Linked DNA regions of Mus musculus: all the other regions are linked to region 1. A link is a contact called in public promoter capture Hi-C data. All regions are on one chromosome and are shown on one strand. Each heading gives the region's core, a stretch centred on a gene start, on an enhancer-like site or on the middle of the called end of the contact. The rest is flanking DNA. Distances are from core to core; before and after follow the strand shown.

What was found. Promoter capture Hi-C pulls out the DNA fragments that hold promoters and counts their contacts.
Region 2: a promoter capture Hi-C map of hippocampal neurons shows a contact between it and region 1, with 5 times the contacts expected there. The contact joins the promoter of Rab5c here to the promoter of Gjd3 in region 1. A contact is called at or near these places in 1 of 39 promoter capture datasets (hippocampal neurons) and 1 of 115 datasets of contacts at active chromatin or transcription factors (embryonic forebrain).
Region 3: a promoter capture Hi-C map of hippocampal neurons shows a contact between it and region 1, with 6 times the contacts expected there. The contact joins the promoter of Cavin1 here to the promoter of Gjd3 in region 1. A contact is called at or near these places in 3 of 39 promoter capture datasets (hippocampal neurons, liver and pre-B cells).
Region 4: a promoter capture Hi-C map of hippocampal neurons shows a contact between it and region 1, with 5 times the contacts expected there. The contact joins the promoter of Nkiras2 here to the promoter of Gjd3 in region 1. A contact is called at or near these places in 2 of 39 promoter capture datasets (hippocampal neurons and pre-B cells).
Region 5: a contact with region 1 is called in a promoter capture Hi-C map of liver, with 5 times the contacts expected there. The contact joins the promoter of Zfp385c here to the promoter of Gjd3 in region 1. A contact is called at or near these places in 2 of 39 promoter capture datasets (hippocampal neurons and liver) and 1 of 115 datasets of contacts at active chromatin or transcription factors (microglia).

The regions. Positions count from the first base shown.
Region 1 is chr11:98,980,772-98,985,750 of GRCm38.p6, forward strand. Gjd3 (gap junction protein, delta 3) reads right to left here and starts at 2,249. Exons shown (of 1, transcript NM_178596.3): 1 at 1-2,249. The coding sequence starts at 2,245. The coding sequence ends at 1,409.
Region 2 is chr11:100,735,820-100,740,614 of GRCm38.p6, forward strand. Rab5c (RAB5C, member RAS oncogene family) reads right to left here and starts at 2,396. Exons shown (of 6, transcript NM_024456.5): 1 at 2,259-2,396. It overlaps Kcnh4 (potassium voltage-gated channel, subfamily H (eag-related), member 4), which reads right to left. Exons shown (of 17, transcript NM_001081194.2): 17 at 4,559-4,795.
Region 3 is chr11:100,968,371-100,973,512 of GRCm38.p6, forward strand. Cavin1 (caveolae associated 1) reads right to left here and starts at 2,247. Exons shown (of 2, transcript NM_008986.2): 1 at 1,620-2,247. The coding sequence starts at 2,096.
Region 4 is chr11:100,620,647-100,625,787 of GRCm38.p6, forward strand. Nkiras2 (NFKB inhibitor interacting Ras-like protein 2) reads left to right here and starts at 2,309. Exons shown (of 4, transcript NM_028024.2): 1 at 2,309-2,362; 2 at 3,546-3,653; 3 at 4,297-4,538. The coding sequence starts at 3,560.
Region 5 is chr11:100,690,195-100,695,403 of GRCm38.p6, forward strand. It overlaps Zfp385c (zinc finger protein 385C), which reads right to left and starts at 2,272. Exons shown (of 9, transcript NM_001373887.1): 1 at 2,207-2,272. Gm38483 (a long non-coding RNA gene) reads left to right here. Exons shown (of 5, transcript XR_880214.3): 3 at 58-616; 4 at 745-867. It overlaps Dhx58 (DEXH (Asp-Glu-X-His) box polypeptide 58), which reads right to left. Exons shown (of 13, transcript NM_030150.2): 13 at 4,690-5,148. The coding sequence ends at 4,963.

The DNA.
Region 1 (4,979 bases), core at 999-3,498:
GAAAGCTCCCAGGGCATACAAAGGCCAGAGGAAGGCTGGTGTGGGGGAGAACGAGCTGTTTGGGGTATGGTGGCTAACGGCAGGGCCTGGGCAGTGGATCTGACAGAGCCAGGGGTGCAGGGGAAGGCAGCCAGGCCTGCTCTGTCAGGGCTTAATCACTTGGTCCTAGTGAGGGTATTCAGGATGGCCACACAGGTGACAAAGGAGGAACACAGGTGAGAGGACAGAACGAAAAGGGTGACAGAGCCATGTGGCATCTCTTTGGAAAAAAAAAAAGTCGGTGGCGCACACCTTTGATCCCAGCACTCGGGAGGCAGAGGCAGGTGGATTTCTGAGTTCGAGGCCAACCTGGTCTACAAAGTGAGTTCCAGGACAGCCAGGGCTACACAGAGAAACCCTGTCTCGAAAAACAAAAACAAAAAGTCTAGGCTAGTTGCAAGGGAATGGGGACCCAGAAACACCTCTCTTTGAAGGGCAGCTTTCCTTGACGATTGGTAGGAGTCAGTCACATTTATAGATTACAGGGAACAATGGCAGGTGGGACCAGAGATGAAGTAAGCCGAAAGCACAGCACTGTTTCAAGTCGAGCCCCACCCCAGTCCCAGTCAGCCTCCAAGGTGGAGCTTAGCTACCCTGCCTAGCCACTGGGCTACCCTGCCTGGCCACTGGGCCCAGAACACATCTGACTGAACAGGACTGTTTGCTGTCAGTTCCTGTTGGGGACAGAGTTGCCTCATAGGTGGCTGGGTTAGTGACTGACAGTGGTGGCGGATGCACACACAGAATGTACGTGTGTATAGGTGTGTATACAGAGCTAACACAGGACGCATGCGTACATGCATCCACACAGAGCCTTCAAGGACATACATGTACATTTCTGTGCACGCAGGCATGAACCCAGGTCTCTATCGCCTGTCACTTGGGAGATGTATACGTGTGGACACACGCATGTGCGGACCCTCACAAGCATACACATGCAAATACACACAGCTCATAGAGGTTTACTATGCTTGAGCAGCCAACCCATCTGAGTGTGTCCAGAGAGAGTGTGTGCAGAGCGCTCACGGAAAACCACTCTTCTCTGAATTAGCAGGGAACCTGGGAATGTTGCCATCACTGTTGATTTTTGTCCCCGGTGCAACAATCAGGTCACCCACGGCCGGTTTGCCGCCTCTCAGGGGAGCCCTTGGCGTCCTCCCTTTCCGCAGGGATCACAGCACCGAGGAGCCTCCCTGATTTAACACGGCTGCCGTAACCAGCACTAGGAAGTGCGACACCTCCCCCACCCGAACCCTGGCGGTCCCCTCTGCTCATCTTCTGCTCAGGCAGGGTCCTACGCAGTCTTTCAGAAGCAAAGCCTTCTGCCTCCAAGGACCCGGGTGCTGATATCCAGCCTCCGATCTCGCCGCTAGATGGCCAGGTCCTGGCGCACGGTAGCCAGCGACGCTTTGCTGTGGCCGCTGCCGCCTTCGCCCTCGCTGTCGCCTGCCGGTGAGCGGTGCGCGTAGGCTGGCGGGCCGAAAGGGTCGGGGTCCCCGCGCTGCGATGGCAAAGAGGGCGACGGCGGCGGCGGCGGGAGCAGCTTGGCGCGCTGGCGACCCTTCCAGAGCAGGTGACCCAGCTCCGCCACGCTGAGCAGCGCCGACAGCAGCCCGACGGCGAAGTAGAAGACCACGAAGACGGTCTTCTCGGTGGGCCGGCTCACGAAACAGTCGACCGTGTGCGGACAAGGTGGCCCGGCGCACGCGTAGTGCGGGTCCACGCGGAAGCCGTAGAGCAGCGCCTGGCCGCCCAGGAAAGCCAGCTCGGCGAGCAGGCGCAGAGCCACGCTCAGCAGGTAGCAGCGGCGCGCGCGGCGAGCGCGCAGGGCGCACGGGGAGCACGGCGCCTCGGCACGCCCGCGCGCGCACGGCGGGGCCAGCTGCGCACCACCCGCCTCCTTGCTGGCCTGGTGCATGGAGTAGATGACGAACAGCACCGGCGGCGCCGACAGCAGCAGGATGTGGAAGAGCCAGAAGCGGTAGTGGGACACCGGGAAGGCGCGATCGTAGCAGGTCTGGCGACAGCCGGGCTGCAACGTGTTACACACGAACTCCTCCTGCTCGTCCTCGAACACCGCACCTCCCACCGTGGCCAGCACCAGGATGCGGAAGATCAGCATGATCACCAGCCAGAGACGACCCACGAGCGGCGACTGTAGCTGCACCGCGTCCAGCAGGGAGCCTAGGAACGCCCACTCCCCCATGACGCTGGGGACGAGGAAAGGGGGTAGTCACAGGCTGGGGCGGGCTGAATACCCCCTGTCCCCCGCCACCCCCCACCCCCACCCCCACCCCCGTCCCTCAACAATCTCGGAGGGCGCCAGGGAAAGAATATTTTCTGGGGTTTAATGAGTTAATGTCAGAGTGTGAGGATAGTCCATCCTCAGCTATGGGATTCCTTCATATGGGCATAGAGGGGTGCTGAGGAGGGATTTCCCCGCACACCTGGCCTGGGCCTGCTTGGCTAGGGAGACCCTAAGGTTCCCCAGATTCTAGGTTCTTCTTCAGGGCCAACCTTGCTGGCCTGGCTTTTTGTGCCAGGAGCAAGAGCGGCTACTGGAGTCTAGAATTCTACGTTCCTTCTGTTTGAGACCCCTGGGAGCAAGGGGAGGGCCAGGCCGGGTGAGCCCCCACTGTCTCCTTTCTCTCTCACCTCGCAGCAGGGAACGCCTTTTGGGGTTGGAAGCTGACACAGAAGCCTGTTTTTCCAACTTAGGATCTCTCGCCCGCCCTCAATCTTCCCTTCCTCACCAACCTCAGCCAAGGAGACCGGGCACAGCCCCCTCGACTCCTCTCTGATAGCAATTATCAAGCATCTCTTGTAAGCCTCCCCAGACACACAGAATACACCACGTCCCGTCCCTGTAGACCCTTAGTGGCCTCTAGATGTCCCCAACCCCACTTACCCCGGGACCTGGGCCTTAGAGCTGAGCGGAGGACCTTGAGAGACAGCTGGGACCTGTCCCTCTGGGTCCCTCTTTCATTTTCCTTTTTGGCTTTGGCCGGGATGGATGATAGGACAAGTATGGCTGAGAGGGGCTAGCTCTCCCCCTTCTCTTAAAGGGACAGGGTGACCTGTGGTCCGGCTCCACCCTGGAAATAGATCCAGGGCCACACCCCTTGTTGGGTCCTTCCTGCCTTCTCTTTCCATCCCTTACCCCCCATGCCCATCCCATAGCCATGTCTCCATCTGGCGATGGACGGAGGCTAACTAGAGCTACATTTTTTTTTTTAATTGAGGGAGCCAGAGAGATCAATCATGGGAACCCTATCTCCTGGCAGACTCCTCAAACTGAAGACTAGGTCCACCACAACCAACTGACCCCATTTTTGAAGGGTCTTGTGGGCCAGAGGGAGATAACTTCGGCTTTTAGGGGACAACAAATATGGCTTTGGGGGGGGGGGGCTTTTGGTTCTGCCACTATTGGACCTTGGATGAGCCATGTAGGTCACTTGGGCTAAGATCTCTTGGTCTGTCACCTGAGCCAGCTAAACTCTAAGATTCTTACTTTGTTCCGAGACAGAGTCTCGCTGTGTAGTTCAAGCTGGCCAGGACCTTACCGTATAGGCCAGGCTGCCCTTGAAGTAAATGATCCTCCTGCCTCAGCCTCCCAAGTGCAGGACATTAAGTATGCATCACCACACCCGTCATAGTCGCCCATCTTAATGACCAGGTCTCAGCTGTGTTACAGAAACCCCAAACCCAGTGCTTGGAAATACTCCGTGAGGGCATCAGGAAGATGTGGAGATAGCTGGCTACCGTGGTTAAGCCAAAGCTCTGGTCTTTCCTACTCAGCAATGTCTAGGTTTACCGTGAGGTGTGTGGCACCTCATAAGGTCAACAGCAGTGAGAAAAGCTTCTGCCAAGGATTTTCTAATATGGAGCTTTGTCTACCAGTCTAGGTGCGGGGAGATGCGGGACCATGATAGACAATCCACGGGGACCCGAGTGGGCCAGGAAGAGGGACTCCCGATTTAAGATGGTGTTTTTCTCCCTTCTGTCTACCTCAGTCACCCACTCATTCAGTCTTCAGCTACCCCGGCACTATTTACAGCCTTACAGCCGGGGAAACCGAGGCTTAGAGAGTCACACATGCGCAGTCAGTGAAAGGCGGACCATGAACTCACTCTTGGCCTCAATGGTTCTGGAGCGCATGCTCCCTCACAGCTTGCGAGGGAAAACTGCCACCTCTCTATACCTGGGTGGGGTCTTGCGTGGGGCTGAGGGTCTCAGCACTGAGGTGGGCTGTGCGTACTCCTATGAAGGGATAGGTCATTAGTCCTCACGTACTCCGTGATATTTTCTCCCCCAGTCAGTACAAAGACCTGCATGGGTTTCTGTCTGTTAACAGTGGGTCCCTAATGGGAAATGTGTTCTCTACTGATTGGCTCAGTCAGGGGTCTAGCCCAGCCTGGAAAAACTTTTGGTTAACTCCAGCTTGGGTGTGCCCCTGAACGTTTCCATCCTCCTGCAGGGTCCCTTAGAAATAGGCCTGGGTGTGGGGGCGCTACCCTGGATAAAATCCAAGAGAATAGCACGTGCTGGAACCCCACATTCTGAAAACAGGATGTGAGGTGGAGCACCGGGCGACCCCTGCCACTCACTTCCGGCCGAGCTGCCGTCTGCACCCTGTCCTCAGCTATGGAGGCTCAGGGTCACATCTCTTCTTTCCTAACTACCCAGGAATGGTCCCAGCCCCAGCCCCCATTGCTCCTGCTTCGTCAGGCTGGAAAAAGCCCACCAGACCCCACCCCACCTGAGCCCACCCGACCCCACCCAGTGTGACTCTGCAGGGAGTGGGATCGTGCCACAGAGATGCTAGGGTGGGGCAGCAGATGGAGAGCCACTGTCACTCTGCCCTGTCCCCCACCTAGCTCCCCATGCCAGAGGAGACTCTACAATCTCTAGGACCCAGTCCTAGATAGCCGTGGGCAGCC
Region 2 (4,795 bases), core at 1,146-3,645, 1.8 Mb after region 1:
AAGCAAAAGCCAATACTAGAGACGGCGGACTTAAGAGTCTGTGCTCCTGTCCCTGTTCATTCTCCCTGCAGGCGCCTTTACTCAGCAAGCCCCGCAGACAGGGGAGCCTGCTTTTAGAAAAGACAAAGCTACACCCGAAGCCACGCTGCAAGCACAGCGTCTGACCACTTCTAACTGTATGCTTGGGGGGAACCGTCTCAAGGTGGGCATACAAATACCACCATCTCCAGGACACTTGTGAGGAATAGGCACTGAGAGCACTCTGGGGGCTTTCTATCTTCACGAGCTCTTGCCCTCCTCCAGGAGTGAACAGGCAGAAAGGCCAACGAGGTGTGAGAAGCAAGAGGGGAGGTGGAGAACAGCCTTAGAGAGGAGGGACTTCCTCTCTGGAGTGCCCTCCCTAGCCCGGCAGATCAGCAACGGACTTCTGCTGGGCCGCTACAATTTCTGAAAGCCAGAAGTGGCTGCAGAACCATGCAGAACTCTAGTGCCTCCTGTCTCACAGACAGCTTCTCCGCAAAAGGGCGCTTTGGAGTCAGAGCTGGAAAGATGTCCGGACAAATGCCAGAAACGCCCATTAGAAGGTTCCCTTGCTTCAGCTAGAACCCCAGGAATCACAATCCACTCCTTGGAAGGTAAGTCTAGCAGAAACCAATCCCTGTAAACAGGCAGGGGTCACTGGCCCTCTCCCTCAGAGGCACATGTTGAACAGATCAGAGAAACTAGGCTAGCTGAATCTCTGAGCCCACAGAGAGAGAGAGAGAGAGAGAGAGAGAGAGAGAGAGAGGATTGATTGATTGTTATACTGACTGAACACCGGAAACTGTCCAGAAGTAGGTTGGAAAGATCTCAAAGCAAAATGTTTAGCCTTTGTGTAGTAAGAAAAGCATCTTAAGTTGATCAGATCTCAAAAAACCAAAAAAAAAAAAGTTGATCAGAGATGCCCAAGGACTGAATGGCTTTCCCACTCTTCCTCCACTGCAAGACAGCAAGGGTCAGCTGTGGCTTCAGAATCAGGCTACTCCTCAGGAAGGCAGTCTCTAACCTGTACTTTGGCCGCATAACAAGAGAACCTTCCAGCTTGGTCAGAGATACCAGCCATTTCACACACTTAAGTCCCAAGGAAAACACAAGAATCCTGTGTCAATACAGTAGGGGAACTGGCACTTTCCAGCACACATAAGCAATTCCTTTACGGACGAAAACTATACCTGCCACGGTGATGTGGACTAACTGCTCTGTGAAAAAGTCCAAGCCAAGAGGGGAGTGGAGACTCTGGTGAGGAATGGACCTGTTGCTCAAGTGTATAGTGGTGTGTGATTCAGGGTGGTTAAGAGATGGTGCCTCAATTTCACACTACTCCTATTTGGTCTATTCTCCACCCCTATAGATAAGCAGGCAGCAGTCTCTCTAAGGAAACCACTCACATGCTCTGGAAGGACAGGGCTGGGCCTGAAGCAGGGGGGAAGGAGGAGGGGAGACAGAAGATAATGAATGGGCAGATCCTCCCTGATCTGTGATCTGTCCCTAGGATTGAGCAGAGCTCAGCTAAATTCTTTAGAGGCAGGAAGACGAACACACACTGAGAGAACTTAAGACAGGGCTGGGGGCATAACGTGCAGTCCAAGGAGAAGGCTGCCATTCCGTCTAAGTGACCCAGAATTCAAACTCTGCTGAGGTCCTCGTAAGCTCAAGAGGAAGTAAGGAACTGTAAGCGCGCAAAAACACTTCTGTGCGTGTACAACACTCTCATTCCGACATCCCCCCCCCCCCATCCCCGCATCTCCGAAAGGAAATCGAGATAAAGATAATTTCAGGGCTGCAGGGGGACAACTGGGTTTTTGGTTGGGATTGGGGAGTGGGAGGCGTAGAACACAGGAAAGGAAAACCAGGAGAGACAGCACTCTCCGTCACCTCTAAAAGAGAAGGGGGACAGGTTCCTTCGCACCTGGTAAAGACTCTTTGATTTTGAAAGCTGAGGGGGTGGGGAGCGGAACTTAAGAGTCCCTCTCTCCCACAAGTGGACTGGACAGGCCAGAGGAGAGCCTCAAAAGACTCCCAAAGGCTCCCGAAGGACAGGTTAGCGAAGGAAAGAGGAGCTCCCCCTTTGGCCTGACGCCCTGGTGAGCCCCTAAGAGGGGGCTACGGGTCGGGGGAGGGGTCAGTGTCCCCCTAAGCTAAGGTTGGGCAGGAGGAAAGGGTACCCCAGGGAGGCTACCACACAAGTGAGACACTGGCCCTGGGACAGGCACACTCACCGCGGCTCCGGGCAGCAGCGTTACTTTGGGCCGGGGCTTCCACAGACTCCGCTCCTCTCCCCCCCACCCCCGGCGGTGTCCCAGGCTCCGGCCTCCACTTCCGCCTTTCAGCCGCTCCGGATCCGGATCTTCAGCTCTGCCCCGCCTCTCTATATTCCCAGGTGACTGACAGAAAGAACAGACCAATGGGAGACACTCCGATCCTACCCACAATCAACGCGGGAAAGGAGGGAGAGTGCGCGCGAGGGATGGCGGGACTTGTAGTTCTCCGCACAGGGAGGAGCCGGGGGCTGCCTGGCACTTGGGTTTTGGGTGGAACCGGCTGCCGGTGGGGCGGAGCCGGTCCAGGCCTGCTTATCGCGTCACTGCCAGTTCCAAGTGCCGCGAGGGAAGGCGTGTGGCTGAGCTTTCCAAGAGAGCAGACAGAGGGCTGTTCATGCAGAATTGAGAAAGGAAAAATATGATGTTCACGTAGCCGCGCAGACCGGTCGTGTGCCCTCGGCAACTTGGAGAAGCCAAGCCCGCCCAGGAGGCTGATTGTTGAGGACATTCTATTATAGGAAAGGCGATGGAGTCAGGTGTAATGGCTCGATCCGAAGGCAGAGGCTTGCAGATCTCTGTGAGTAACAGCTAGGGTTATGTAGTAAGATCCTGGCTTAAAAAAAAAAAAAAAAAAGAAAAGAAAAGAAAAAGAAAAAAGAAAGAAAAAAAAAAGGTGATGAAATCTCTGAGAGCTCTATAGAATGGGCTCTCTGGGGGCTAGCGAAACGGCTCGACAGGTGAAGATGCTTGCAGCCAAGCCTGACTGAGTGCCGTGCCCAGGACTCACATGGAGTAAGACAGACTCCCACTAGTTGTCTTTTGACAACCACCCATCCACCCTCCCTCCCGCTAAATACTTGAAGAAATGTAATTTTTTTTTTTTAAAAGAAGGAGTTGTCTAGAGGATACTAAATGGTTGAAAAGGAGACCTGCTGCTGCCAAGGGTTGCTCTCACTCTCTCTTCCTTTCACATGGGCTCTCACTATGTAGTCCTGATTGGCCTGGAACTTACTTTGTAGATGGGTTGTATTTGAATTCACAGAGATCCTCCTGCCTCTACTTCTGGAGTGCTGGGATTAAACACATGTGCAACCACCACGACAGACTAAGCTTTCTTTCTTAGGCTCTGTTCCCAAATATACCAGACCCCCTCATCTCCCTCACTCTGCCCCCAGTCAGAATTAGCGCTCCTTCAAAGACTACCTGTGTTCTCTCTACCCGTCACTATAGATGAAAACCACTAACCCTTCTACCACAGGTCAGTTCTGTTTCTGTTGCTTCTAATTCCTTCTGTATGAATTAGGACCACTTTTTGTTTGTTTGTTTTTTGTTTTTTGTTTTTCGAGACAGGGTGTCTCTGTGTAGCCCTAGCTGTCCTGGAACTCACTTTGTAGACCAGGCTGTCCTCGAACTCAGAAATCCTCCTGCCTCTGCCTCCCTAGCGCTGGGACTAAAGGCATGCGCCACCACGCCCGGCATGAATTAGGACCACTTCTGTTTAACCTCATCCTCCAACACTGGCCTCTTTCTGCATCTCTCTCCCGGGGATACTACTCAAAACTTTTATAAAATCAAAGCCCACCCCCAGAGACCATGTAATGCCTAGGGCATGGAACAGCATCAGTCATACCCTGAAAGTTTGAGCTGAAGAATAGACCTGTCTGGGACAGCCTGCCACAAAGCTGTGCCCACATCCAATTTCATCTTTATCACCAAGGTGCCAGTTTCCTACAACATATGCACCATATGACATGCACAGACCTACACAGAAATGTAAGCTAAGAGAAGACAGAGCTTGGGAGAGTGAATTCTTAGCAGGTTCTTAACTGGTGACCAGCTCTTTTCTCCACCGACCTGCCCACTATAACAACACTATACCTAGCTTAATATCAAATACCTATCCAGGAAAGAAGAGTTCCTTATTCAGGAGGGTAAGAAAATTCCTGGTATTTCTTTCTAAGGCTAGAGAAATGATCCTGATCAGACGTCTCTCCCACATAGTGTGTATTTGTGGTTGTAACTGGGTGGTAGGGAGGAAGGAATGTAACAGGCCCTTAGCGACTCATTAAGGTTTCTCCCCTTATCCGAGGAGTCCCTGGTGGCGTGAACATGGTGCCAAGTGGATTAGCTGGCGCCTTTGCCCTACCTAGAGACAGCAATAGGGCCCTGGGGTACAGTGGGGTGTGTCTGCTTGCGTTAGCTCTTTCAAAGCCCTGGGGCTCTCAGACTAACCCCCAGAAACAGACAGAGTCAAGGTCTACAAAAATATATGGATTTATTTTTTTTTTATCCAAAAGTGCGCCTGGGTGGGGCATTGAGTGAGAAAGGAGGGCTGGAAACCAGAGAGGGCTTGGGAGTTGCCCAGACCCTCCCTGAGGTTGAGACCATGTTGGGAGGGAGGGGATGCAGGTTTGGCTGATGTTGGGAGGTGGGACCTGCAGAAGGGTAATGCTAGAATGCTTTGAGCTGCTGACAGCAGAAGGAACCACCTTGCA
Region 3 (5,142 bases), core at 997-3,496, 2.0 Mb after region 1:
ACCGGTCTCAAAAACAACCCACAGGACCCACACCTCCTGCTTCCAAGCATTAGACTGAGTGGAAATGGCTTTCTAAGTCAACACTCTTCTCCTACCCAGTGGGTGCTATAAATGGGAGACGCAAAGCTTTTTTTGTTTGTTTTAGACTGGGTTGTGTTATATGTCCCAGGTTGCTTTGGCCTCTGAAATGATTGGGGCCCCGGGTAAACACCAGCCGGGCAAAGCTTTTTGCAGGCCCCTTGAGAGAGTACCCCAGCAGTATGTAGAGGCAGGAGCTGGGAGCAGGCCTGCTCTGCCTCTGGCCTACCACCAAGGATTCCAAGAATATGGTCTGCTCCATTCTTCCCCAGACACTGTCCCATCTGCATCGCTCATGGTTACTCTTAGGGAAACTAAGCGAAGGTCCTCATCTCACATCACATGGTTACTCTGGGGCATCTTAATCAAGAAAGTCTCTGAGCTTGGTGATCACAGCCCCTTTACAAAGATCTTTGAAGGTAGAGCACGTTTCCATTCCCTTCAGGAGCATAAACTAACCCTACAACCATCACTCCTATTAGGAGTAGAAGCATCAACTAGGCCCAAGCAGGAGGACGCAGAGCTCAGCACATTCCCTCCCAGGGAAAGAGCACTAAGTCCACACTCAGCTCAGCCTTACTCTCAAGGGGGTCAGGGATGGGGAGCGCAGGGACAAATCTGCACTGCACTGACTCTCAGATGCTTTAGGGGTTAAGATATCACAGTTATATCCAGGCTGGAGGAACCCAGAAAGGTGCAAAGAATGCAACGGGTGGAGCCCGTGGAGTGCGGCAGCCTCCACCCACCAGCACCTTCACAGCTCGGGACATGGCCCCCGCAATCATGCGGGGGTGGGGTGATTCACTGCGCCCAGACCGCCACCTCCACCCGCCCCACTTACACTCCTAACGCCCACCCTACCTGCCCCACCCGCTCCCAGCAGGCGCCAAGGGCGCCCGCGCACTGCAAGACCCTTGGGAACTGAAAGTGCCTGGAGGCCAGGGGCAGATCGCGGCCTAGGGACATGCGTGGGTAGCCGAGGTTGGTGCGGGGGCGCGGGGATAGGGTGTGGGGGGCTGACGATCGTGTCCCTTGCATGGCGCCCCCGCCACTGCGTGCCTGAGCCCTGAATCACCCGCTATATCGGGCCCGCAGCGCCGGAGGCCCCAGGTCCCGGGCCCCACCTTTAGTGTCTGCTTACAGAGGGGCATACAGAGACCACCAGAGACCTCGGGCATTCCCTCCCTTTTCCCTCTCTCCGCCCCACCAAAAAAAAAACTTCCTCCAAGTGGAAAGGCGTTTGACAGAGACAAGCTGGGAGCATTCAGCGTTCCCAAGTCTAGCCCGCTAACTTTTCCGATAGGAGTTAGAGACCGTGGGGAGGAGCCTGGAGAGGAAGGCGCAGGGTGCGCCCCTCTGTGAGCCCCAAGAGTTTGCCACTCCCTAAACCCCACTCCAACTGGGTTCACAGGAAGGGGGGAGGAGCTCCTGACCGCTCTCACCAGGCCGGGCTGGCGGAGAGACGAGCCTCGGCCGGGTGTCCCCACCCGGATCCCAGGCCGGGACCCCAGCTCTGGGCGCGGTCCGCCCCGCGGGCTCACCTGGTAGATCATGACTTTGAAGTTGCGGCGCCTCAGCAGCTCCGCCTCGTTGACCTCCAGTTTCTTTATCTGGCCGGCCTGGCGCTCCAGGCTGCCGCGCACGGTCTTCACGTTGACGCTGACCTTGCGCACCTTCTCCAGCAACTTGCTCACGGTGTTGCTCGTGGTGGCGTGCGCCTTGCCCAGCTTGCTCAGCTCTCCCTGGATGCTCTGCACAGCGCCCTCCATCTCCGCCTGTCGCTCCTCCAGCTGGGCTTGGGTCAGCTGGATCTGGTCAACGGCGCCGATGATTTTATCCAGAAGGCTCAGCACCAGCACACCGTTCACCTGGTCCGACTTGATCAGCTCGTCGGAGCCGGTCCCCGACGGCTCCTCCGTGGCCCGCGCCTCCCCTTGGGTGGGCTCCGGGCCCTCTGAGGAAGCATCGGGAAATCCGGAATACGGCCGCTCAACGATATGGAGCGTGACATCCTCCATGGCTTCCCGGAGCCGTGCGGGGCCGACCGGGTGGAACTGGAGCGGGAGACCGGGAGAGAAGGAGGAGCGAGAGACTGGACAGCGAGCAGGAGCCCAGAGCGGAGGAAACTCGAGCCACGTCCGTGCGCACCGGGACTCTAGCCAGAACTGTGGGGCGGGGAATCTGCGAGTTGCCCGGCTCCTAGACCAAACCCGGAGTCCCGTCGGCCATTGGCTGGCCCCACCCCAGAAAGGGAGGAACCGGGGCAGGAGGGGAGACCAACCCCGGAGGGGCAGCAGAGGGGAACCCAAGAGCTGGGCGCCCCACCCTGTTCAGGATGGTTGGAATAGTTGGAGCGGGAGTCTAGGGCCCCCCTTGGCAGTGGAGGCTGCGGCAGCGGGACTGGGGCAGAGGAATGTGAGCTGCGGAAAGGAATTAGGTCTTCGGAGTGTGCTCTACTCTTTCTCTTTCCTCACCCACAAACCCACTCCAGCCTTTTAAGATCAAGCTGAGGTCCAAATGGCGCGTGAATTGGGTGTAAACGAGTAGTTTGTGTCTATGCCTCATGTCCTTGGAGGATCCTTGCCCTATACAATCTTTTTCAAAGATTTGGGGGTCTGCCCCCATCGTCTATCTATACACTGAGTTACCACTGTCCCCCAAATCTTGTGGGGTTGTTAGTGAGAGAGAGGGAAGAGATGAAATGACAGAAAGGGTGACGGCCTAGAAAGGGCCTCTAGGTTTCTCTTAGAATTGTAAGGACAGGGCATGATTAAGGCGAGAAGTAAATTATAAAGTAAAAGCTTTTGGTCACTTCTCCCAGGGCCCCCTCCAGCAGATATCTAGCTAATTCTAAGAATGTGAGCGTCGGACTCGTTCTTCCCTTGGGTTCTCGGATATTAGGTGAGCATTCAGGGAGATCACGGAACCCCATCTCTTTACCTAGCAGAGAAAAGAAGGCCAAGAGGAGGCAGGTGGCTCTCCAGGGTTCACTCCAGGTTACTGTTGCCATCTGTTCTTAGCTCCAGGTCTCTGAACTCCACCGGTACTCAGTACCTTTCCCTGGGGCAGGAATTGGGGCAACTATAGCGGTACTACCGAATGGGGAAGCGAACAGTTTTCTTCATGGTGCTGAACACCAAGGAGCTGGCAGTTCTGAGCAGGCGCAGAAAAGTCCTTAGCACAGACGTCTAGAGACACAGGCTGCCCTGTGTCTCTAGACACAGGCCCTCAGCAATCCCTGGAGCCACCCCAATTCCCTTTCCCACAGAGATACTGAAAACCTTTTCCCTGATTAGGAAACCAGGCTTGGGGTTCCCCGCCTGGATGGGTTCTCGGCAAAAGGTCACTTCTAGTCTGGTGCCCACCCTCCTTAAGTTAAACGCTGCTCTGTGGAGACTCGAGGGTCGTCGATCTAATCAATCAATTCACCAACGTGTGGAGCAGATTGCCATATAGGGTATAGAACTTTAGGGACCTCTGAATAAAACAGCAATCCCCCAACACACCAATTGGTTTTCTCACTTGAGGTTAAAGAAGAGAGACCCTCAGGCGAGAGTGGCGACGCACGCCTTTAGTCCCAGCCATTGGGAAGCAGAGGCAGGCAGATCTCTGAGTTCGAGGCCAGCCTAGTCTACATAGTGAGATTCAGGATAGCCAGGACTACACAGAGAAACCCTGTCTTGAAAGACAAAACAAAAAAAAAGAGTGAACTTCTGCATACAATTGAATATTTGCCAGGTGTGATGGGATACCTTTGATCAAAGCACTTGGAAGGCAGACAGGCAGATGTCTATGAGTTCGACAGCATCTTGGTCTACATAGCTAGTTCTGGGCCAGCCAGAGCTATACACTGATACCCTGTCTCAAAAACAAAACAAATGGGGAAACAAACAAACAAAATAAACTACATGTTTTATAACCATCACAATGGGCAGATTACCAACTTTTTAAAAGAAAGAAAGAAAGAGAGAGAGAGAGAGAGAGAGAGAGAGAGAGAGAGAGAGAGAGAAAGAGAGAGAGAAGAAAAGAAAAAAAGGGGACTGGAGAGATTGCTCAGTGGTTACAGGTGCTTACTACTCTTACACAGAACCCAAGTGTGGTTCTCAATAACCACAGTTCCTCTGGGTACAGAGAATCCGATGTCCTCTCTTCTGCCCTCCACTGGCACCTGCACACACACACACACTAAATAAGTAAATAATTAAATAATTTAAGGAAATTATAGCAATTAAATTTTTTTTCTATTAAGAACTGATAATGCTTTAAGAAAAAAGAATGTCAGGAGAAAGCCTTACTGGACCTTCAAACTCTTTCTCTTCCTATATTTTCAGTATGGGGCATGGTAGTGCACACCTTTAATCCCAGCACTCGGGAGTCAGAGGCAGGTGGTATGAGTTTGAGTTTGAGGCCAGCCTGGTCTACAAAGCAAGTTCCAGGACAGTCAGGGCTGTTACATAGGGAAACCCTGTCCCCAAACACAAGTAAACAAAAGGCACACAGAAGAGTTGGCTCATGAGTTAAGAGCACTGCTGCTCTTGCAGAGGACCAGGTTCAGTTCCCAGCATCCACATGGTGGTTGACCACCATCCATAACTGCAGTTTAGGGGATCTGGTGTCCTCTTCTGATCTCCGCCAGCCCTAGGCCAGCACACGGTGCACATACATCCATGCAAGGAGAATGCTCATAGGCACTAAACAAATAAATCTTTTCAAAAAATTAAAAAGGTGTGTGTGTGTGTGTGTGTGTGTGTGTGTGTGTGTGTGTGTGTGTTCAGGTTTGCACGCGCAAAGTCAGAAGACAACTTTTGGGAGTCAGTTTTCTCCTTGTAGCCTGAAAGTTTGGGATCGAACTCGGATCATCAGGCTTGGTGGCAAGCACCTTTACCTGCCAACTCCCCTACAGCCCCAAGCTACATTACTCAACAGGCAAGGTACAGATTGCAAATAGTACAAGCAAGTAAGTAACACAGCGGAATGAAGCCATTTTATTTGTTGTTTTCTTTTGGATTCTAGGCATGCACCAACATGCCCAGCTATTTTTGTTCCTTGAGATAGGGTCTTGCC
Region 4 (5,141 bases), core at 1,059-3,558, 1.6 Mb after region 1:
ACGGAGTGGAAACTACCTGGGCCACTGGATAGAGAATGATAGCTGGACCTCAGTGAATTGAAATGCTGTGACCCTTTAATATGGTTCCTCCTGTCATGGTGATCCCCAGCCGTAAAATTATTTTTTGTTGCTACTTTGTAGCTATAAATTTTCTACTCTTATGAATTGTAATGTAAATATTTTTGGAGATAGAGGTTTGCCAAAAAAAGTCATGACCCACACAGGTTGAGAACCACTGCCTTAATTAACGAATTTAATTTTTCACCCATTTTTCAACAACGGGGGGGGGGGAAACAATTTTTTTCTTCCTTCCTGAATTTCTTATGTTAGATTTCTTCTGTTCATCTGTTCAACATGAAACCTGGGGTAAATCACACAGACCCACTGCCCTTAGCTTGAAACCTTGTCATCAATGCTTTTTGTCCCCACACCACACATCCCCCAAGTCTTTTCATCCCAAACTCTTAAACAATAAACTTAGAGACTGCAAATAGTCTCCTAACTGATCCTCAGTTTCATCTTTGCCAAGCCTTGGCTCTTCCGAGAGAATGACCTTTCTTGCAAAAGTGGATGGAGTGTGTCATTTCCCTGTAATAAACTTACCAATGGCGTGCTATTGTGGTGTTTGGTCCCTGGCCTCCCACACATCTTCATTATTTGGCTAGTCTCTGCAATCAATACTGAGCCCCTAGGGATTCCTGGCTCCAAAACTGTCATGAACCTTGTTGTATTTCCTCTGTGTAATAGCTAGCCCTGCTTGTCAACCTGACCGAATCTGGAATGAACTACAATCCAGAAATGCAGGGCACACCTGTGATCCAGATCTTGAGGTTGGAACACAGGTTTCTAACCTGGATCTTGACATGGAGATCTTGAGGAATAGTGACCAGGAAAAGCTTAAACCCAGGTAAGGTAGTTACATGCATTTAATCCCAGGAGATGGAGGCAAGCAGATCTCAGTGTAAGGTCAGCCTGCAACAAAGCAAGTTCCAGATCCAGACCTGGTGGCACACACCTTTAATCTGGGACACACCTTCTGCTAGAGGCCTTCATAAGGACGTTGGAAGAAGAGCGATTCACTCTTCTTTGCTTGCTTGCACTTACTTGCCAGCACATCTGTTGGAACCTACTACTTCAGGATTCCAGCTTAGGCAGAAGACCAGCTGAAACAACGAGCCTCGTGGGACTGAGAGAACTACTAGATTCTTGAACTTCTCATTCACAGCTGCCCACTATTGGGTTAGTTAGAATACAGACTGTAAGTAATTACAGTAAATCACCTTAATTTATAGAGACATTCCATAAGTTGTGTGACTCTAGAGAACCCAGACTGATACAAGAAATGTCATGGTTCTTGTATTTCCTCTGCTTCAGAAATCTCTGTGCTATTCGGCCCTTCAAACATGAACACAGACACCCCCCTTTCCTCCCTCCTCTTTGGTACCTGTCACCTCTAAGTTAAATGCCCCTCTGCCATGCCCATAGCACCCCACTTCAATAACAGCATTCATCATGGTTGGTTTTAATTGTTACTTTGGCTGGCTAATTATTCTAGACAATGAATTTATGGTTCAATCATTCTAACTTGTAGCTTTTCCTTTGTATATGGCCCTACTTAAGGCACAAACAAGACAAAGTAGGTGCTGGGGTGTTTGGTTTCTTTGTCTGTTTGTTTTTGAGACAGGGTCTCTGTATAGACTATGTTGTCTTCAGAAAATCTCCCTACTTCACCCTCCCAAGTGCTGGGATTCAAATGTGAGCCTCCATTCTAAGTTCAAAAAAATTGCATGGTTAGTTGAGCGTGGTGGCATGTGCCTTTAATCTCAGCGCTCGGGAGGCAGAGGCAGGTGGATCTCTGTGAGTTCAAAGCCATCATGGTCTACAGAGTGATTTCAAGGCCAGCCAAAGCTACACAGAGGAACCCTGTCTTGAAAATCAAAAGAAAAAAATTGAGGCTCAAAGAGCATTTGCCTAGTATGTGCACGATCCTGGGTTCCATTCATAGCATAGCATAGCCAAGAAAAGAAAAAGAAAACTTGTCGCATAGATGATAGAACGAAACGTCACTGGTCACTGTCTTTTAGAGAGAGAACATTTTAGTGTCAGAGCCTGGAACATCGGCTTAATAACCAGACACAAGTTCTGGTGGGTATTTCCCCGCCGGCCTCTGGGGGCGCTGTGCGATCCGCGCTCACTTTACGCCGCCGGAAGTTGTCTTGAAGGCTGGCCGTTGCGGGGCGGGACCTCTGGGTCAGTCCTTCCACCCAGAGGAAGAGGGCCGTCTTTACGGTCGAGCTGCCCCTCCCATGGTCCGGCCCACTCCGGGGGGCACCTCAGCGGGAGTGCTGCGGGGACCCGGGAGGTATGGAGCTGGGAGGCAGGGCTCAGCGCGGCCTCTGTCTCGGATTCACTTTGGTTGTCCTGTGATTGCCTCTGAGATTCTGAGGGGTGCCCTTCAGGGGTACTCTGTGGCGGCGGCCTCTGGCAGCCTCTCGAGTGTCGCTTACTAAAAGGCTCACACCACGGGGTGGAGATGAGCGACAGGAAACTCTCCTGGAGAGGTTTCTGCTTGGGACCCCTTTGAGGCTTACCTCTGGATCTCTGCTTTCTGGGGGGAGGAGGAAGGGGCGATTACTGGCGCTCCCCGGGTGCCTGTGTCAGGAAGTTTCCCTTTAGAAGGACCTCTCTCTGCAGTCTCAAGAGAGTTTATAAATCTGAGCTTTCTCTGTGCCTGTCAGTTCAAGGGATGTAAAAGCCATCTTTCGGAAGCACTTTTCTCTTTATTCTGTTTCTTGTCAGATCTTTATTTTACCGGTGGATTCAACTGGGAATGGTTAAATGGAATTTATTGCCATCCAAATTAGTCATTCAAGAAAGCAAGTTATGCCGGGCAGTGGTGGTTGCACGCCTTTAATCCCAGTACTTAGGAGGCAGAGACAGTCAGATTTCTGAGTTCGAGGCCAGCCTGGTCTACAAAGTGAGTTCCAGGACAGCCAGGGCTATACAGAGAAACCCCGCCCCCCCCCCCCCGAAAGAAAGAAAGAAAGTTTTTCTCCATATTTGCACACTCTCCCTGAGGAAAAGATGTCAAGAAGAATCTAAAATCCCTGCTTCTTTCTTCACGGAAGTCATGGTTAAAAGGAGAAAACAGCCTGGTGTGCATATGCCTCAACTATTTCATCAGCTGGGAGCCAGCTTGGGGTACATGAGACCCTGTCTCAAAACAACCCCCTCCCCCCAAAATCAAACAAAAAGAACAGGAGTATTTGTGGAACTTCCTTCAGTATTTGGTGCCCTATCTTGTGCACAGGAACAAACCCGGCCAGCTGTTTTTGTCACCCCACTCTCTAAGCCCCTCCCTTTGTGGTGCCATTAACCCCACCCTGGCTGTGTGCCAAATCCTGGCCACTCATGGGATAAGGAGGTTAATTACAGCTCACTGCTCAGTAGTTCGGTAAACATCAGGGTGGTGCTAACTCCCTGATGCTCCCTGGCCTGCTGTTTGGATTCTGTCTTCCCTCACCACACGGCTTCTGTCCTTTTAGGTTGAAAGCTAAGCATGGGGAAGAGCTGCAAGGTGGTCGTGTGCGGCCAGGCATCTGTGGGCAAAACTTCAATCCTTGAGCAGCTTCTGTACGGGAACCATGTCGTGGGTGAGTGTTGCTGGGCCCGGGAGACTGGCAGAAGACCTTGAGTGAAGGATCTGGTCACATCCTGAATCCAAAAGCTAAAAAGGACACCAGCTGCTTTCACACCCTCCCAATTAGGGCTGGAGGCAGGGCTGACTGTCAGAGCCCTGGTCTAACATGTACTAGTCCTTGGGTTTGAACCCCACAATGGAGGGGGAAAATAAAACATTGTACCACCCAAGTTCTATGACATTGTACAAATCTAGAAGGAAGAAACCCAAAGCCAAGATAGGAAGAAGCCCATTCCCACCCCACAGCACTTGGCCAGAGGTGGATGTAGGGTGTCTGCTTCTATTACTGCCCGCCTTGTTGTTATCGTCTTTGAGAGGGCCTCACTGTACGGCCCAGGTTGGCCAGGAACTCTCACAGATCAACCTGTCTCTGCCCCTGCCTCCCCTCCTCCAAGAGCTTCAATTCAAGGTGTGTGTCTCCACACCCAGTTCTGTGTTGCCCTTTTGCTTGGTGTGATAAAGACATGACACTCGGTCTCACTCTCAAGTCTGGTCTCTCCCGAGCCCCCATATTCCTTATGCCCTGTGTCTGGTCGGCTTGTTAGGCTATCTACCTTGCTCCCATCTCCCATCTCTCTTGACTCATTTTAACCCAGGTTCTGAGATGATCGAGACCCAGGAGGACATCTATGTAGGCTCCATCGAGACAGACCGAGGGGTGCGGGAGCAGGTGCGTTTCTATGATACACGGGGTCTCCGGGATGGGGCCGAGCTGCCCAAGCACTGCTTCTCCTGCACCGATGGCTACGTCCTGGTCTACAGCACAGACAGCCGAGAGTCGTTCCAGCGCGTCGAGCTGCTCAAGAAGGAGATCGACAAGTCCAAGGACAAGAAGGAGGTACATGTCCTAGACTTCTGCTGGGAGCCCAGTGGTAGGAGAGCATGAGCGTGGGTCCTCGGTATGCTTTCGGGTGTATACTGGCTGGTTTTGTGTGTCAACTTGACACAGCTGGAGTTAGCACAGAGAAAGGCACTTAAGGTGAGGAAATGCCTCCATAAGATCCTGCTGTGGGGCATTTTCTCAATTAGTGATCAAGAGTGGAGGGCCCCTTGTGGGTGGTGCCATCCCTGGGCTAGTAGTCTTGGGTTCTATAAGAAAGCAAGCTGAGAAGCAAGCCAGTAAAGAACATCCCTCCATGGCCTCTGCATCAGCTCCTGCTTCCTGCCCTGCTTGAGTTTCAGTCCTGACTTCCTTTGATGATGAACAGCAATGTGGAAAATGCAAGCTGAATCAACCCTTTCCTCCCCAACTTGCTTCTTGGTCATGATGTTTTGTGCAGGAATAGAAACCCTGACTGAGACAGGGTGCTGGCATGATTCCCAGTTGTGCGCATTTGCCAAGAGGTAGTTTAGGAGCTAGAAGGCCGGGAAGATCATTGGAGAGGGTCTTCAACCCACACAAGAGGTAGTGGGCCACATGATAGGAGAGCTCAATCGCTGA
Region 5 (5,209 bases), core at 1,022-3,521, 1.7 Mb after region 1:
GATGGCTCCATTCTCCGGGTTCAGCCACCCCTGCCCTTGCTACATTCCTATGGCCAGGTCATGTCTGCACTGCAAGGACCGACCACTGGACACCGGACCTCGGCCTGCTTCCAGCCTGTAAAACAGCACACTAAGCAAGCATTCTAGCGACTGAACTGTATCTCCAGCCATGAGAGAGTGGACCTGATGCTTAGCCTGGTTGACTCTACACTTGATGGAAAGCAGCCAGAGCAGAACGCTTGAAAGTACCCAGCCTAGGGCCTGTGCCCTGCTTCCCTTGCCTAGATTTTAAGGGTACTCATGGATTGGCAGGCTTTGGTGGCCACCAGAACTAGAGCCAGGGCTTGAAGCTTTCCCTCCCTCCACTGGAGGGCAGCTCCCACAATCTTCAGGCAGGATTATTTGTCATCCTGGAAAAATCCAGCCTAGTTTGATCCCAATTTGTGGATTTCTGGAGGCGGGGAAGGCAGGGAGGTAACGCCCACAGGGAATTTTTTGTCGAGTTGGGTATCCAAGCCAGAGCTTGTTCCATCTAGGCACAGCCCCAAGTGGGCCCCTGCCGCTCCCCGGATCCTGCCTCGCCCAGCAGATGTAAGTCCGACACAGCCAGGAGAAGGTGAGGGGTTCTGGACAGCACAGAGATGGGAACCAGCAGGGGACCGGGGCTGGCAGGGGAGGAGTGAAGGGCATTTCCCTTTCTGGACAAGCTTTAAAAATTTTCCACCCCACCTCCACCCCCTGCAGATCGGCTTTGCTGTCCTACCCAGGAGGGGACACTTAGACCTGTTGAGCCATCACCAGGCGCCAGAGACCGGGCTAGATGCTCTTCTGCGAATTCTCATTAAATCCCTGCAGCTACCCTATGAGGTGGGTCCTAACCTTAACCCCATTTTCAAGTAAGGAAGCAAGGACAGAGGTCGAGGACTCAGTGCTAACCCACCCCAAGGTCTCTTGCCCTACAGCTCACTGCCTCCCAGCAAGAAGCTATCCCAGAAGCAGAAAGGATGGTAGGAAATGAGCAAGGGCCAATGAGATGGCTTCGATAAAGACGCTTGCTGCCAGGCCTGAGGATCTGAGTTCAATTCCCCAGTATCCATATACATGGTGGACCTCGAGAGTTGTCTCTAGCAAGTTGTCCTCCAACCTCCACCCACATGCCATGGCATGTAGATCTCTCTCTCTCTCTCTCTCTCTCTCTCTCTCTCTCACACACACACACACACACACACTTGAACATAACACACACACACACACACACACACACACACACACACACACTTGAACATAATACACGAGGAAGAATTTCCTGACAATGATGGTGTGTGTGGGAGGAGATCGTGGAATGCTGGATCTAGACAGTCATGAAAAACATGAAAAAAATCCCCTGCCCTAATCGTCTCTTCAGTCTGTCCAAAGGTTGGGGATGATCTCTGGAAGGTTCCTGGAGTCTTGACTGGGACTAGGTAGCACCCTCCCTCCCTCTGTTCCACACCCCGGGGGTCTTTACTTAAGTGGCTCACAAGGTCCCAAATTGCCTCTCTTTTCTGACTCAGGAATCTTGGCATCACAGCTGAGTTATCTCAGATCAGGTCTCCCAGAAAACCCTCCCTGGAGTTCTGGGAGGCAGAGTCTCATCCTAAAGCCCAAATCCCACATAAGAGGGCACAGTCATCCCAGGCCTGCCTTCATTCTCAGGGTCTGACTCTAAGACACTAGGCAGGATGGACCTGCTGATCCTGGGCCCTCTGGATTCTGGCATTTCCTCATTCCCCACCTCCTCTCGCCATCTATAGCCAAGTGCAAATGATGCAGATGACCCAGGGACACCAGAAAACCCAAGTCCCACGCTGATAGGCAACAGCTGTCACTCACTTGCTCCCAGAACAGAAACCCTTCGGTTCACTCCATTACTCCGAACTGCGAATATATTGCCCTGGGACACACAAAGGGTACTTGGGGTGACGAAGTTCACCTGCTGCCCTTCGGAACATTGTAGTGTCTGCTGCCCGTTGCTGCTTTCCGCAGCCCTTGGACTCTGGCATTATCCCGTAGAGCCAGCGGCTCCCTCCAACTTCCTTAGAGTTTTATCGCACCCGCCTACCGAGCCTAGTTGTCTCTGGGTGTCCCCTAGGTTTGAGACGGGCAGGAGACAGAAGGCTCTGCCTTGTCTTTCCGAGCTGACCTCGAGATCCTCAGAGTGTCTTACCTGCAGGAAAGAGATGCAGCCGGCGGTGGCCACCTGCTCTCGCCTGGTTTGCAGCGCAAAAGCTCTGGGCTCGCGGGCCGGGGCTGGCGGGCTGGGGGCGGGGACGAGCTGGGAGGGGCGGGGTCTCCAGTCCCACCCCAGTCCTGAAGGTGAGGAGTCGGTAAGCATTTTGAGGTTGTTGAGTATAGAGCAGAGAAACAGGGCCACTGGGAGTTCCGGTTTCTTTTCTTTTATCTCTTCCTTTCCCTTCTCTCCCCGTCTCATTTGAAATAGGGTCTTATGTAGCCCAGGACTACCTTGAGCTCTTGGTCCTCTAGCCTCCACCCTCTAAATGCTAGGATTACATACATGCATGTACCACCAATCATGCTTGCTCACGTATGTGTGGGCTCTCTCTTTCCTCCCTTCTTTTTCTTTCTTTCTCCCTTCCTTCCTTCCTTTTGTCATCATCATTGTCATGTTTCTCCTCCCCCACTGCCTCTTCCTCCTCATTTGTTTTTCCCAAGGCTAGGAAGGCTGCACTCAGGCCACATTTGAATTCAACTAGCACCAGTTTTTCTTCAGCTTCCTAAGTGCCAGGAGCACTGGCAACGAACCTACACTTGACTCTCGGAGGGTTAGAAAACCTGAGTCCTCCTGACCTTATACAATTCTATCTGACAGCCTGGTCCAGATGTTCACAAGCCTGGCTCCGCCAGAAGACCCCCCACCCCCCAGCCCAAAGCAGCAACAAGAACAGATTTGCCTGAGTCTCCCTCCCCTCAGTCTGAGGGTCTCACAAAATTGAAGATGGGTGGAGACACCCTTACCCCACCCCCTCCCTAACTCCTGCCTAAAGGTCAGCAATATAAAGACCCAGTGATTAGAGAGACATTAGGCATCCATCTTTTTCCTCTCTCCTGGCAACACAGGGCCCTCCTCCAAACCCCAAACCCCCCTGGCAGGTCCCTCAGCTGTCACTGTTTAGCACTGGAATGACAGGCGTCCAGACTCCGTGAGTCCAGCCACATTCAAGGCCACTGAGCTTAGCACTCTGCCCCCGCCCCCTCCTCCATCAGTCGCTAATTTTATTGACCTGTAAAAGGCACGTTCCTGGCTGGTGGTTGGGGGGGGATGACTCCTGAAGGGACCAAGGACACTCTGAGAAAGAGTTACCCTAGTTAAGATGGCTGCCCAAAAGAGTGGCTGTGAATTTTTAGCTTTAGCCAGAAAAGACTGGGAGAAGAGAGAATCAATTCTTTTCTATGCACTTTGAGGCAGGGCAAGAATGAAGCAGAAGAGATACAGGTTGGATAACAGGAAGAACTGTCATCCTTCTGTGGAATCTGCCCTAACCCTTCCATCCCTCCCCCCCCCCAAAGGTGGCTTGTGCCTGCTGGGCCTCTTACTACAGAAATAGCCCTTTCCCTGAAGAATCAACCTAGATCTTGCCTCTATTAAAATCAGAACAAAAAAAAATTAGGCCTCTCTGATTCTCCCTGCTCCATGCCTACCTGACTCCAGCCCTCCAATACTGGCTCTCGGATGCTTTTTCTCAAGTGAGAAGGGGGGACAAGGGGGGGGGTTGAAGAGTTAGAACCTGTCACAGGGTGGCAAGGAGACAAGGACTTTACATTCTTAAAGAGCCTCAAATTGAAGCTTTTTAGATCTAGGAATGAAACCCAGAGCCGCTTCTGTGATGGGTGTGTTCTCGGCCTGTGAACCCTGTCTTGGGCACCTCAGATTTATCCTGCTGGTGATCTACATGAGAACTTGGCAGACACAGAAGACATTTTTCCTTTCATTTCTTTTTTCTTTCTTTTTTCTTCCTTCCTTCCTTTCTTTTCTTTTTTCTTTCTTTCTTTTTTTTTTTTTTTTTTTTGAGACAACCCCAGGCGGACCTCAAACATACAATGTAGCCAAGGATGGCTTTAAACTTATCTTAGCTACAGTTATTATTCATTGTGTGTGCATGTGTGTGCCGGAGTGTGTGTGTGTGTTTGTGTGTGTGTGTGTGTGTGTGTGTGTGTGTGCTGGAGTATTTATGACTGCACTAGGATGCATGGGAGGAGGTCAGAGAAACAAGTTGGTGGCCCTCACCTTCCCCCAAGTTGGTCCTGGGGGATTGAACTCAGTCAGTCAGGCCTGTAGGCAATACTTTACCCAGTGAACGATCTCATCAGAGCATCCTCCTGTCTCTACCCCTCCAGTGTTTAGAATCCAGGTAGGCACTCGCCATGCTGGCTTTATGCAGTTCTGGACATCAAACCCTGGGCTTTGTACACTGTAGGCTGAGCTCTGACAACTCAGCTAGTCCAAAGGGTAATATTTTAACATTAAAATTTACTCAAGCAGGTAAGTGTGCAAAGAGGGGTAGAAGATAGGCCTTACAGTGGAAACAAAGACATCTGCGAGGGTGCGTTCATCTCTTGACTAGGAGGAGGCATGGCACACTAATGAAGCTTATTTTCCATCAATTACACTTCAAAATAAAAACCGTTACATATTCTCTACTACACCTTTAATTTATGAAGAGCCTCAAAAACAAAAACAAAACCTACAAGGTGCTTGGGCAAGGGAGGGATGTTGTAGTTCTTAGAACATCATGGCATAATAATTCTCCTGCGTTCATCTTCCAACTCCATCCAATGTGTTTAAGATCTCTGCAGCAGAATAAAGGGGTACCCTGACCAGAGTGCTAGCCAGGGGAAGGAGGATGGCTTGCTGGACTCTCCTGCCCCCTGCAGTTTGACCTAGGTACTGCAGTCACAAGGGGGTCAGTCCAGGGAGAGCTCAGACAGGCTTTGTGTGCAGTCCTGCAGGATATCGAAGACTGGTATGGAGAAAGGCACCCGGGACCACTTTTTGGCCTGGATCTTCCCTCGAGGTGTTTCCAGTAGTATGCTTCCGATTTTGAGCACTGGCAAGGTCACTGATTTGTAGATCATCTGGAAGCCCCAGACCTGATGGTGGAACAGATGGAAGCACGTGGCTTTCTATCCTTAAACTGGACTTCTGTGATGA